Linked DNA regions of Mus musculus: region 1 is linked to region 2. A link is a contact called in public HiChIP or PLAC-seq data. All regions are on one chromosome and are shown on one strand. The core of a region is the stretch at or near the end of the contact, and the rest is flanking DNA. Distances in the headings are between cores, read along the strand shown.

Region 1 (5,489 bases), core at 181-2,680, 74 kb after region 2:
AAAGATCCTCCATCACCCTGAGCAATAGAAACTGCAGGCTTTAGTTGAAAGACAGAGGTGCCAAAGTGAGGAAACAGACAGGAAGCCTCAGGGGTTAGTCGCTTTCCACAGGGCACAGTGGGAAGTGAACTTTCCCCTTATCTCTTCTAAATCTAGATAGGCTCAACAACTGTTAGGGGCAGATGAATGGAAGGATAAGAGATGTTCACACCAATTCCTGGAGTAGGGAGGGAGAGGAACCAGGAGAAGGGGAAGAAAGGGGGAGGGGAGGAGGGCGAGGGGAAGCACAGAGCAGCGGACCTTAGAAGAATCGCTCAAGGTCACACCGCGGGATGGAGCTGAAAGCCGAATTCAAATCCAAGCCCGGGACTGCAGGACTGAAAGTTCTAGATAGAGCCACACAAACGTGCTCTCTTCTCTCTTCTTGACTCAGCAGCTCTCGCTTGGCCACGGGGCGGTGGGAATCACACTTCCTGGGCCTTTCTAGCCGGGAGTTTGGGGTCCCTTGTTTTTCCTGGACTTATTTGCCGCACTCCGGGCTTTGGCTTCCTCCTCCCTGCTTCCCAGAGCAGAATCCGGAGCCACCTATTCTCTCCAAGTTTGTCTCGCAGCCAGGCTGGGAACCGTGCGCGAGCGACTCCCGGACCCGGCAATCAGTCTTCCCTGCCCCAGCGTCGGAGACGAACAATCACCACCAGCGGCTGCTGAGTGCTAGACGCTTTACTCCCACAGCTCCAAAAGCCACAGACGAGCAGACCCCCAGAAATTAGTCCTCGCCACTCAGATGAGGCAGCTCTGCGAAATTGGATGATGTGCTTGGACTCACAAGGCTAATAACGCTAGTTAGTATCTAAGTGCTTTCTGAATGCCAGACGCGGGTCTCCGCACCACCCCAGCAGTTCCTCCAACACTCTAGTAAAAAAGGGCACACTATCACCCCCATCTTATGGATGAGGAAACCGTGGTTGTGGCACCTGGCCCAAGGTCACCCCAGAGAGTGACGGATATACGACCGGAACATAGTCGGTTGAGTCTGGGTTCAATTTGTGTGTGTTGTCTCCACTACAGGGAGAGCAGCGGTTTCAAACCTACAGTACCAGAGGCTGACCTCAACGCAACGCCCGAGGCTGGGCGCAAACCAACCAGTTCGGAATGCCATAATTCACAGAGACATTCCCACGGACCGGAACCAGAGAGTCCCCCAAGAGCACCGAGTGTGACCGGTACTGGCGGACGATCACCCCTTAGCAGGAGCTGGAGAACACTTACCATAAAAGAGAGGGCGAGCGCCTGCCTGGGAGGAATCCCCAGCGCTGGCAGGTCCGGGACTCCCGGGAGAGAGGTCTGCTGCCACTGCCGCCCACGCAGGGGCGCCCGAGCGACCCCGCGGATGCTGGCTGCTGCTTCTCAACCAGCGGCGCGTCCTCTCGACTTGTATCCGGCGGCAGCGCCCTCTCGCTCCGCAGGGTGCCCTGGAGTTAGGGACGTTCTTGGAGAAGTTGACGCTCGGGAGAGGCCGCCGAGGTCCGGTCCCGAGTAGTGAAGTGCCCCACTGCGCTGATCTCAGCGAGATGCGGAAGCCCTTGCCCTGATGGCCCTAAAGCTTGGCGCCTGACCTGGAGAGCGACGAGTCCCGCGCTCAGGGCACACGGGCCGCACCTCGGCCGCCCGTCCCCGGAGCACCGGGTTTCTTCCCTAGAGCACTGAGCACACGCCGCGAGGGCTGCAGTGGTGGCCAGGGCCCGGGCAGCTGTGCGCTCATTGCCTTCCCCAGGGGCTGAGCGCCTTTGTGCGCCGGGCGCGCCGACCGCCAGGGCCAGCTCTGGATGCTGCAGCCGCCGCCTCCCCCTCCTCCTCCACGGCCGCTCGCTCCCCGCCTTCCCGGCCGGCCCGGAGGCTGCAGCTGAAAGCCGATCCGGCTGAGCTCATCCCTGAAGGCCACTAATCCAATAGCCGCGGAAGGCGCGGCCGCCGGGAACGCCCCTTCCCCCACCATCCCGCGCCCCGGCCGTCCCAGCTCGGGCCGCTGCCGGCTCTGCCACCTTCTGGAGGCCACCAGCTGGCGGGAAAGGGAAGTGGAACCCTCGCCCGCGCCCCTGGGCCGAAGTGGCGCGGACGCCATTCACTCATCTGCGGACTGGCTAGCCTAGACACTCGCTCACACACGCGCTCATTCATGCGCATGGGTCCTCCCCCATTCATTCAAGCGTGCCTAGAGAGCCACGGTGGGTGTCCCTAGGGGCGGGGATGAAGAGAGGAGACATCACGGTCGCCAGATAGCTTTGGAGCCTGTATTGAAGGCCTGCGGGAAACAACGACTGGGAAAGAGAATGCTTTAATATACCCCCTTGCCTTAGGCACACACATGTCCACACTTTATTTCTGAGGCCAGACTCCAACTCATCTTTCAGAATCCAATTTCACGCAGCACCTGCTCCATGGTGCTTTTCCCCTGACCACCTGAGGCCCGAGAGAAGGATCATCGATCAGAGGGCTACCGAGAGCGCTGAAGGATGGCGGCTCCCTCGGTAACCAGAGCGCAGAGATAAGAGGGCGTGGCCAGAGCGAGGGATGCTCTGTACCTCCAAGTTGGCTTCCTTCCAGGCCAGGGCATCCTGCTTTCCATGCCAGAGTTGACATTAGGTCCATTCCATAGTCTTAACTGACCTCACCCCTCAGAAAGTGTCCTTTTTTTTCCCCCCATGTACACAGAAGATAAGCACCTGTAATTCAGCCCTGTGAGGGAAATGTGTTGACCAAGGCTCCAGGGTACCTCTCCCAGACTGGGGAGGGCAATTTGAGAATGTTTCCTTGTGGAAGTGTCTGCATGAATGAGCTGCTAGATGCAGAGACATCATAGTCTCATGGTAGGTACCTGTAACAGCCTGTGGTATGACTGGAGCCAAAACAGGAGGTAAGATGAAACGAGAGTAGGTACTTAGGGTCTTGGAGAGCATCCAAAGGGCTTGGCTTTTCCCCAAGATCAGTTTGGCAGGCCTCTTGACCTTCACAGATTTGCTGTCCAGAAAGATAATCCAGTGGCAGGATGGATAGATGGATGAATAGCACTGGCCAGCTTGGAAGCTGCTTCAGAGATCCAGGCAGTCAATGATGCTTTGTCGATTAGGACAGCTCAGTGGTGTGGCAGAGGGGTATTCTGAGCAAGTATTTGTGGCGCTCTTGGTTTTATTTGGGCTGCTTCATCTATATCTGCATGTCTGTCTCTCCGTACCTGTGTGTCTCTGCTCTTGGGACTGCACAGAAGAGCTGCTGAAGGGAATGTGACCCATGCACACATTTCCTTGTCCCCCCGAGTCCCCTCCCTCCCCAGGACATTTCTGGAGTACGTGCTCTGACCACGGCTGTGGTGCTAACAGAGCTGGACATCGTGAAATGAGAACCGAGGAAAACTCAGCAAACAGGAACTTAAGCAAGACTTTTCAAGGACTGGAGAGATGACTCAGACGGTTAAACCAGGCAGTGGGTGGTGCACGCCTTTAACCCCAGCATTCACTAGGCAGAGGCAGTCAGATCTTTTAGTTCAAGGCCAGCCTAGTCTACAGAATGAGTTCCAGGACAGCTATGGCTACCTAGAGAAACCCTGTGTCAAACAAACAAACAAACAAACAAACAAACAAACAAACAAAGTACTTGCTGCTCTTGCAGAGGACCAGGGTTCAGTTCCCAGCACTCACATGGTGGGTCACAGCTGTCCAGAATATCAGTTCCAGGGCATCAGATGCCTTCCTCTGACTTCCATCAGCACCAGGCATGTAAATAACACACATACATTCACACAGGCAAAGTACTCATACACTTAAAATAAACCCTGAAAAAAAAATACCATCCCCGGCTGATGGTTTTTCTACCTGGACCCCAATACAACTGCCAACACTCATTTCTTCCTTCTTTCTGGAAGACTTCACAATAGCTCTAGAACAAGGTGAGGAAGGGTCAAGGGTCACATTTTGAGAAACTGCTCCCCCAAATACATACCTGTGTGCCAGATAAGTTCTCTACACAAGCCTTTGTGACTTGCCTTGGGTATCAAGAAATGGGCACAATGGCACCCCCAAATATCACTAAAGTTCCCCCAAATCTTCCACCCCCTGAATAGCATAGGTATGGTGTGTCCCCAAGTTTGAAATGTGAACAAGTATCTGTTCATTCCACATAGGGTATCTATGGTGGAAATAATTCCACCCAAGCCTATTTTGGTGATCCATTAGTGTTACTTATAGAAGCACGGGAGGCACAGAGATATCACTAAAAAGCCCATCCCGGGATGGAGAGCAAGTGGAGCTCTGTGCACAGCTAGCGATCAGAAGAGCCTGCATGCTCCAGCTTTTACAAGCTCGAGAAGGAGCCTTGTGAATCTTGTAACTTTCATGAGCTTTCCGAGCCTTCTAAGTTTTATTAGCTTCCTGAGTTTTAGTTTAAAAAAAAAGAAGAAAAAGAAAAAGTCTTAGTAAACCTCTCTGAGAGAATGTTTCAATTCAGAGGAAACAACCGCACAAGAAGAAGGAACAATTGCCATTTGAGGAATGGCCTGGATCACCTGACCAAATGTTCTTTAAACTGAAGCTCGAAGCCTATAAACTGGCCTCTGATAATCTTTGACCCTGGATTGCCACATTCTGTCTCCCTTCCTCGGAAATGCAGGCTAGACTGCCTTGCTTTTCACAAATAGAACACAGTAAGACAGACATGCTGTCTTTCCCTCCTGGGATTGGATAAGGAAAAGGCTCCAGGCTCTGGGCACACATCATCTCTCTTGCTCTTTTGCCTTTTGCCCCCCACAAAGGAAGTCAGGTATTGTGTGGGGAAACTTGGTGAAGGATTGAGGCCTGCAGCCATGGAACTGAGCTAGGTAGCACATCCCCTTCCTTGGCTGAGACTTCCAGTCAGGCTTCGATCCTTTTGATGTCTTGAATACATTCAAGACACCTGAATCAGAGACATAAACTAAGCCACACTGATTCTCTCAACTGTGGAAATGCTAAGAAAATGATTGTGATTTTTAAGCTTCTGAATCTTGGGATTTTGCTAATCGGCATCATATATACAAGAAATTCTTAACTGCCAAGGAGTGGATCTAAAATAAATCCCTGATGAACTCAGTATAGTCTTATTCCAAAGAACACACAACATCTCATGGACATATAGCTGTTGTTTGGCTATAGCTTTAAATCTCAGTTTTAATCTCATGTTTCCTTTTTAGCCTTCTCGGTCTTTTTTTTTCTTCAATGTGTTAGTTTATTCTTGGAGTAAACACTTCTTTTTTTTAAAGATTTATTTATTTTTTATTATTATATGTAAGTACACTGTAGCTGTCTTCAGACACACCAGAAGAGGGCATCAGATCTCATTACAGATGGTTGTGAGCCACCATGTGGTTGCTGGGAATTGAACTCAGGACCTTTGGAAGAGCAGTCAGTGTTCTTGCCCGCTGAGCCATCTCTCCAGCCTCGCCTTCTTTATCTTAATTT
Region 2 (5,069 bases), core at 2,155-4,654:
TGTAAGCTCAACGCCTGAGCAACACTTCACCGAAGACAGGAAGAATAACACCGTGCAGGTGAAGGAGGATGCGATTGTCTTAGGCTGCACACTTATCCCCTCAGAATATGTGTACCTTTCTTCCCTAAAAGAAAATGCATTGGAGATAGAGACTGTTGATCTAGCCTGGGCTCTGTTTAGCAGCCATGATGGAAAGGCCAGGGCCACAGTGCTGGCCTGGAGCCTGTTAGAACCAGGGAGCTGCCTCCAGCCACAGCATAGCAGGCTAGGGTGCTCTCCTCTGGGCCTGAGGCCATCATGGACAGGGAGATGTGCAGAAGCAGCACCCCAGGATACTTCACACAGGACAGCTAACAGACAACGATTGTAGTTTATGGAAAGATAGCTGGATGTGGTTTTGTCTCCTATCCATTGCTGCTGTATCCAACATTTTTTCAAGTTTTTTGTTTGTTTGTTTGTTTTTTAAAGCATGTGTATGAATGTTCTGCCTCCTCTCACCTGTCTAGCTCCTTGTCAGGACTCAGTACCTAACTCCCCAGTGGCTTTCTGTAGCCTGACTCCTAGCCCCCACCTCACCCCATCATCCCCTCGAACACCATGCTGCTTCTTTGCTTGGGGGCCATCTTTATCTCCCCCTTAGACTGTGAGGTCTGGCAAAGCTGGGCCAGGACTCAGTCATTTCAGGATAGTGCTGTAGGTATGGTCACGAGAGGACAGGGAGCTTAGGAGAACTTAGGGGTCGGTCCTCAGCTCTGGGAGGACCTCATCCCTACTTGAGCTACTTGAGCTCTTCCCTTGCAGTTTCCTCTGGGTGTCCCAGTTTGCAGAGGACATTCTATCTGTCCCGCTCCTCTACAGGCCTTTGCAGAGCTGATGTGTCTGACCTACGAGGCTGTTGTAGGTATAGGCACCGGCCCAGCCCTCCAGAGACCCACAGCCTGCTGGATCCATGAGGCTAAGGGCAGATAGGACCCAATACAAGTGCTCAGAATAGGGTCCTTGGTGCCGGGAGATACATGCTCAGAACTGATAGCTCAGAGCAGGAAGACACTGGTGGGTGGTTATGGGGTGTCTAGATGAAGGCTGATCTCATTAATCATGAGAGGGTGAAGTGAGGGAGGGAAGGCACTGTTAGAATGAGAGAAGCCACGAAGCTTAGGAGCTGAGACAAAAGGGCTTCTTCCAAAATGGAAAGTGGTGCTGAAACTTGGACCCTAGAGGCTGGGAGAGGGACGGTCCTTAGTCAGTCACTGGCTACCTGGTCAAGCTCCTTGTGCCCAGAGGGGAAAGTGACTTACCCAAGGTGACTGTGTATAAACAAGGAAGCCTGAACCCCAACCCAGGCTTCCCGACCAGTGCCCAAGCTTGTGCCTCTCCCGGAAGCTGCTTTTAGCAACCACAACAACTGAACGCTTTGGCAGCTGAGTCAGTCAGTGGCCAGGCAGGTGCTTAGAGCCTGCAGCCTGGAGACGCCATTCCTATCCTGTCTCCAGCCTCAGGGTGGGCAGACAACGTGTGTCTCATATTCGCTCTTCTGATCACAAGAAATTGTCTCTTCCCCTCCCCTCCTCCTCCTGCTGAGTTCCTCAAGGTCTTACAACAAACTGTAAATGTCCCCACCCAGGACAGAGACATCAGTCTGACACTGCCCTAGAGTCTGGTGTGGTGTGGTATATGGGTGGCTGATGCTGCTAAGTGAATCCTGTACTGGTCCTGACATAGTCCCCTTCCTGTCCCTAACTGCTAACCTGCTACCAGCCCCAGCAGAGCTCAGCTTAACTCTGCCTCATTTGCTCTGCAGCAACCAGCACTGCTCCCTGGTGGCCAACTGCATTCAGCCCCAGAGCCAGGTCTTGGGTTTACCCTGACTGACTCTGGTCACCTTGAACATCTAAGGCTTCAGCATCAGGGCTTATAGGAGTCTTTGAAGATCCTGGGGACAGAGTGTCTTCCAGATCGGGTCTCTACATCTCTGTGGTTGGGGTTCGAATGTGGACGTTTGTGTGTGTGTGTGTGTGTGTGTGTGTACAGAGAGGCACTCCCAGGTTTGATGTCTGTGGATCTGGGGACAGACCAGGGAGGATGATGGATAGAGCACTTTACACACAGCTGAAGGACAGAATGACAAACTTTTATTAGAAATGTTCCTTGCTTGTAGGTCACATTCACATTACAGTGTAGGCTGCACTGTCTGGCTCTGTATCCTACTCTGTGATGATTTCCAGTTAAAACTGAGTCTGGGTGGAGGGTATCTTGGAACACACAAAAGATGCCAAATGGTGGCGCTGGCGGCAGCAGCAGCAGCAGCAGCAACATTCTGTGAGAGGATAGGTCTCAGGTCCTGCAGAGACTGTTATACCCACCTTTGCAGTCCCAAGGCCACACCGCGGGGCCCCAGCTGATAAATAAACGGTGCATCACACACATATTGGAAACGAGAAACAAACTGGAAGTCTCCTACAGTGAAAAAATAATTTGCTCAAAGAAAGCTTTGTGACAGCCAGGCTTCACCCTGAATGATGGCTGCCAGAGCCCTGGATACTCAGGGTGTCTCAGACTTGGTGTCACGAGGGCCCCATCTTCCTTAGCACCTTTGGGAGAAAGCCACCTTCACCACACTCCTCTTTCAAAAAAAAAAAATGCAAACACTACTTACAATGATCATACCCAAGAAGAAACTCTGTCCCCAGGGCAAGTCATCAGATTCATGTCCCTGAATAAAGTGGGGAGGGGAATGGCCAAAGAACTTTATCCATGACGGAAGAGGGCAGGAGGGGATGAGGAAACCGGCTCAGAGAGGTAAGGCCAGGTGCTTTTGCCCTGCTGTGGGACCCTGGACTCATCTCTCAAAGTGGTACCAAGTCTTAAAATGGAGGACAGTCTCTCTGCCCTGGCCAGGGGCAGGCGTGGAGGAGACCATCAAGGGCTGGCTTCTGTCATTCATTATTCAGAACCCATTTTCTCTCCACTGGCCAATTTTCCTGGGTCTGTCTGCAGTGGGGAACTAACTGGATGCCGTCTCCTGCCCAATGTTTTATTCATTCTCTTGAGGAAGATAATGGTCTCTACACTCTGGTTCACGAGGTGGCCTCCTGGTCCTGGTCGGTGGCAGCAATGGCAACAGGCATTCCTTTTCCAAGTCACTGATGTGTCCTGACGCTCTGGAGCTGTGTGACCACAGATGACAGCCGATCCTCAGCGCCGCTCACTGGTACTGCAGGTAGTTTTTCAGAGACTGAGGCAGGGGCAGGGAGCCGATGTCACGCAGGCGCTGTCGGCCCAGGGCTGAGCGGATGGATCGCCGGCACAGGTCCATCAGCGGCAGAGGCTCAGCTGCAAAGACAGTGAAGCAAGCGTGAGTGCCCACACCTCCTCACTCCGCCTAGCTTGCCTGCTGCCTACCCTTGCCCCTGAGCTGGCTCAGTGCTCCCTGCTACTGAAGAGCCATCCCTGCTTGCAGTAAGAGGCACTCAGCAATGATTATGAAAGGCAGCTGCAGCTGCTCAGACTATAACGTTTAGAACAACCGCTAAATAGTGGTATTTAAAGATGAATAGTGGAAACAAAGTTATCCACTGCCAGGGTAAGTTCTGATGTAGAATGTGTGGCTCAAAACGTTTAGGATGATTTATCTCAGGGTACTCAGGAGGCTGAGGCGGAAGGATCATTTGAGCCCAGAAGTTCAATACCAGCCTGGGCAACACAGCCAGATCCCGTCTCAAAACAAGCAAGCAGACAGGTTAGATTCCACCAGGCTATTGAGATTCTTTCAAACCCACACGCTTTCCCTCCAGTGTTTATGATGGGCAATGGAAGGACACATTTTCTTACAGCACTCAAGTTCTGGGGGACGGGGGAAGGGAGGTAAGTTAAAATCCACCAGGGACCTGGAAGGTGGCTCGAGGGATAAAAGTGCTCCCCACACAAGCCTGATAACCTGACAGTGAGCACCAGAAGCCACTTAAAAAATCCAGATGCAGCTGCGGGCATCTGTAAGCCCAGCACACCAGTGTAGAGATGGAAAACAGATGAGACTCTGACTCAACATGGTAGGAGCGAACCCATTCCCCAAAGTGGCCCTCTGACCTCCATACGCCCACTGTGGTGCGCTGGCACCTCTCGATACAGGACAGTTTACTGAGTTACACCAGCTCACTGCAGATACACATATTAATTCTTTCCTCTTTCATTTCCTGTGGTAATCCTAGGGATACAGAGACAACTCAGCCAGGGCCAGAGCCAGCCCTGGAGGTGAGCTTGTGGTCTGGGATTTCCTTATGACCTAAGATTTTTAAGTGAATGAATGGTTTTGTTTTTGTTTTTAATTTTGCATGCATGGTGCTCTGCTTGCATGTATATCTGTGTATCATTTGTTAGCCTTGTGCCCAAAGAGGCCAGAAGAGGGTGTCGGATCCCCTGAAACAGAAGTTACATACAGGTGGTTAGGAGCCACCATGTTGGTTCTGGGAGTTGAACCCCTAGTCCTTTGGAAGAGCAGCCTCTTAGCCTCTGAGCCATCTCTCCAGCCCCAGCAAGTGAATTATTTTAAAAGTGTTAATATAGGAAAGAATTCTGAGCGCAAAGGGACAGAAACTAGGCAGCTTCCTGAAAGCTTCGAGGAGAGAAACCTGAATAGGGTTTTGAAGTATGGGTAGGAGTGTTATAGGCACACTGAGGCTGGGCAGTGTTACAAGTAGAGAAAACAGACAGGGATCAGGGATCAGGGAGACAGGGAAGCTGAGGGCAGGGACAGGGCTGGTAGCTGAAACAGACCAGTGGAGAAAGAAGATGACAGTGGTCCTATTCACCTGTGACTGACATATGGCCTCGATGTTTTGCGCTACAGCTAAGCATCCTTTCTTTTCTTTTCTTTTCTTTTCTTTTCTTTTCTTTTCTTTTCTTTTCTTTTCTTTCTTTTTTTTTTATTTTTCAAGACAGGGTTTCTCTGTATAATCCTGGATGTCCTGGAACTCACTCTGTAGATCAGATTGGCCTCGAACTCAGAAATCCACCTGCCTCTGCCTTCCCAAGTGCTGGGATTAAAGGCGTGTGCCACCACTGCCTGGTTC

Evidence for each region. HiChIP or PLAC-seq counts read pairs in DNA pulled down with a chosen protein or histone mark.
Region 1: an H3K27ac HiChIP or PLAC-seq map of VIP interneurons shows a contact between it and region 2, with 2.8 times the contacts expected there. The contact joins the promoter of Spsb4 here to the enhancer-like site in region 2. A contact is called at or near these places in 6 of 39 promoter capture datasets (3T3-L1-derived adipocytes, the SN4741 cell line, embryonic stem cells and 3 more), 19 of 484 Hi-C or Micro-C datasets (the Patski cell line, Sertoli cells, cardiomyocytes and 11 more), 21 of 115 datasets of contacts at active chromatin or transcription factors (VIP interneurons, bone marrow-derived macrophages, cardiomyocytes and 14 more) and 4 of 9 other capture datasets (adipose tissue, embryonic stem cells, liver and 1 more).

The regions. Positions count from the first base shown.
Region 1 is chr9:97,016,925-97,022,413 of GRCm38.p6, forward strand. It overlaps Spsb4 (splA/ryanodine receptor domain and SOCS box containing 4), which reads right to left and starts at 1,431. Exons shown (of 3, transcript NM_145134.3): 1 at 1,270-1,431. It overlaps Gm16010 (a long non-coding RNA gene), which reads left to right. Exons shown (of 3, transcript XR_871043.3): 2 at 1-842; 3 at 1,069-5,291.
Region 2 is chr9:96,941,372-96,946,440 of GRCm38.p6, forward strand. Spsb4 (splA/ryanodine receptor domain and SOCS box containing 4) reads right to left here. Exons shown (of 3, transcript NM_145134.3): 3 at 2,111-3,333. The coding sequence ends at 3,206. Among named protein-coding and RNA genes, the nearest start is that of Gm51657, 47 kb to the left of the region's middle. Within about 2 kb of position 3,405, at least 22 of the 459 cell types and tissues checked have an H3K27ac peak or open chromatin away from gene starts, as enhancers often do. A contact at or near this core is called in VIP interneurons and trophoblast stem cells, where this site is marked.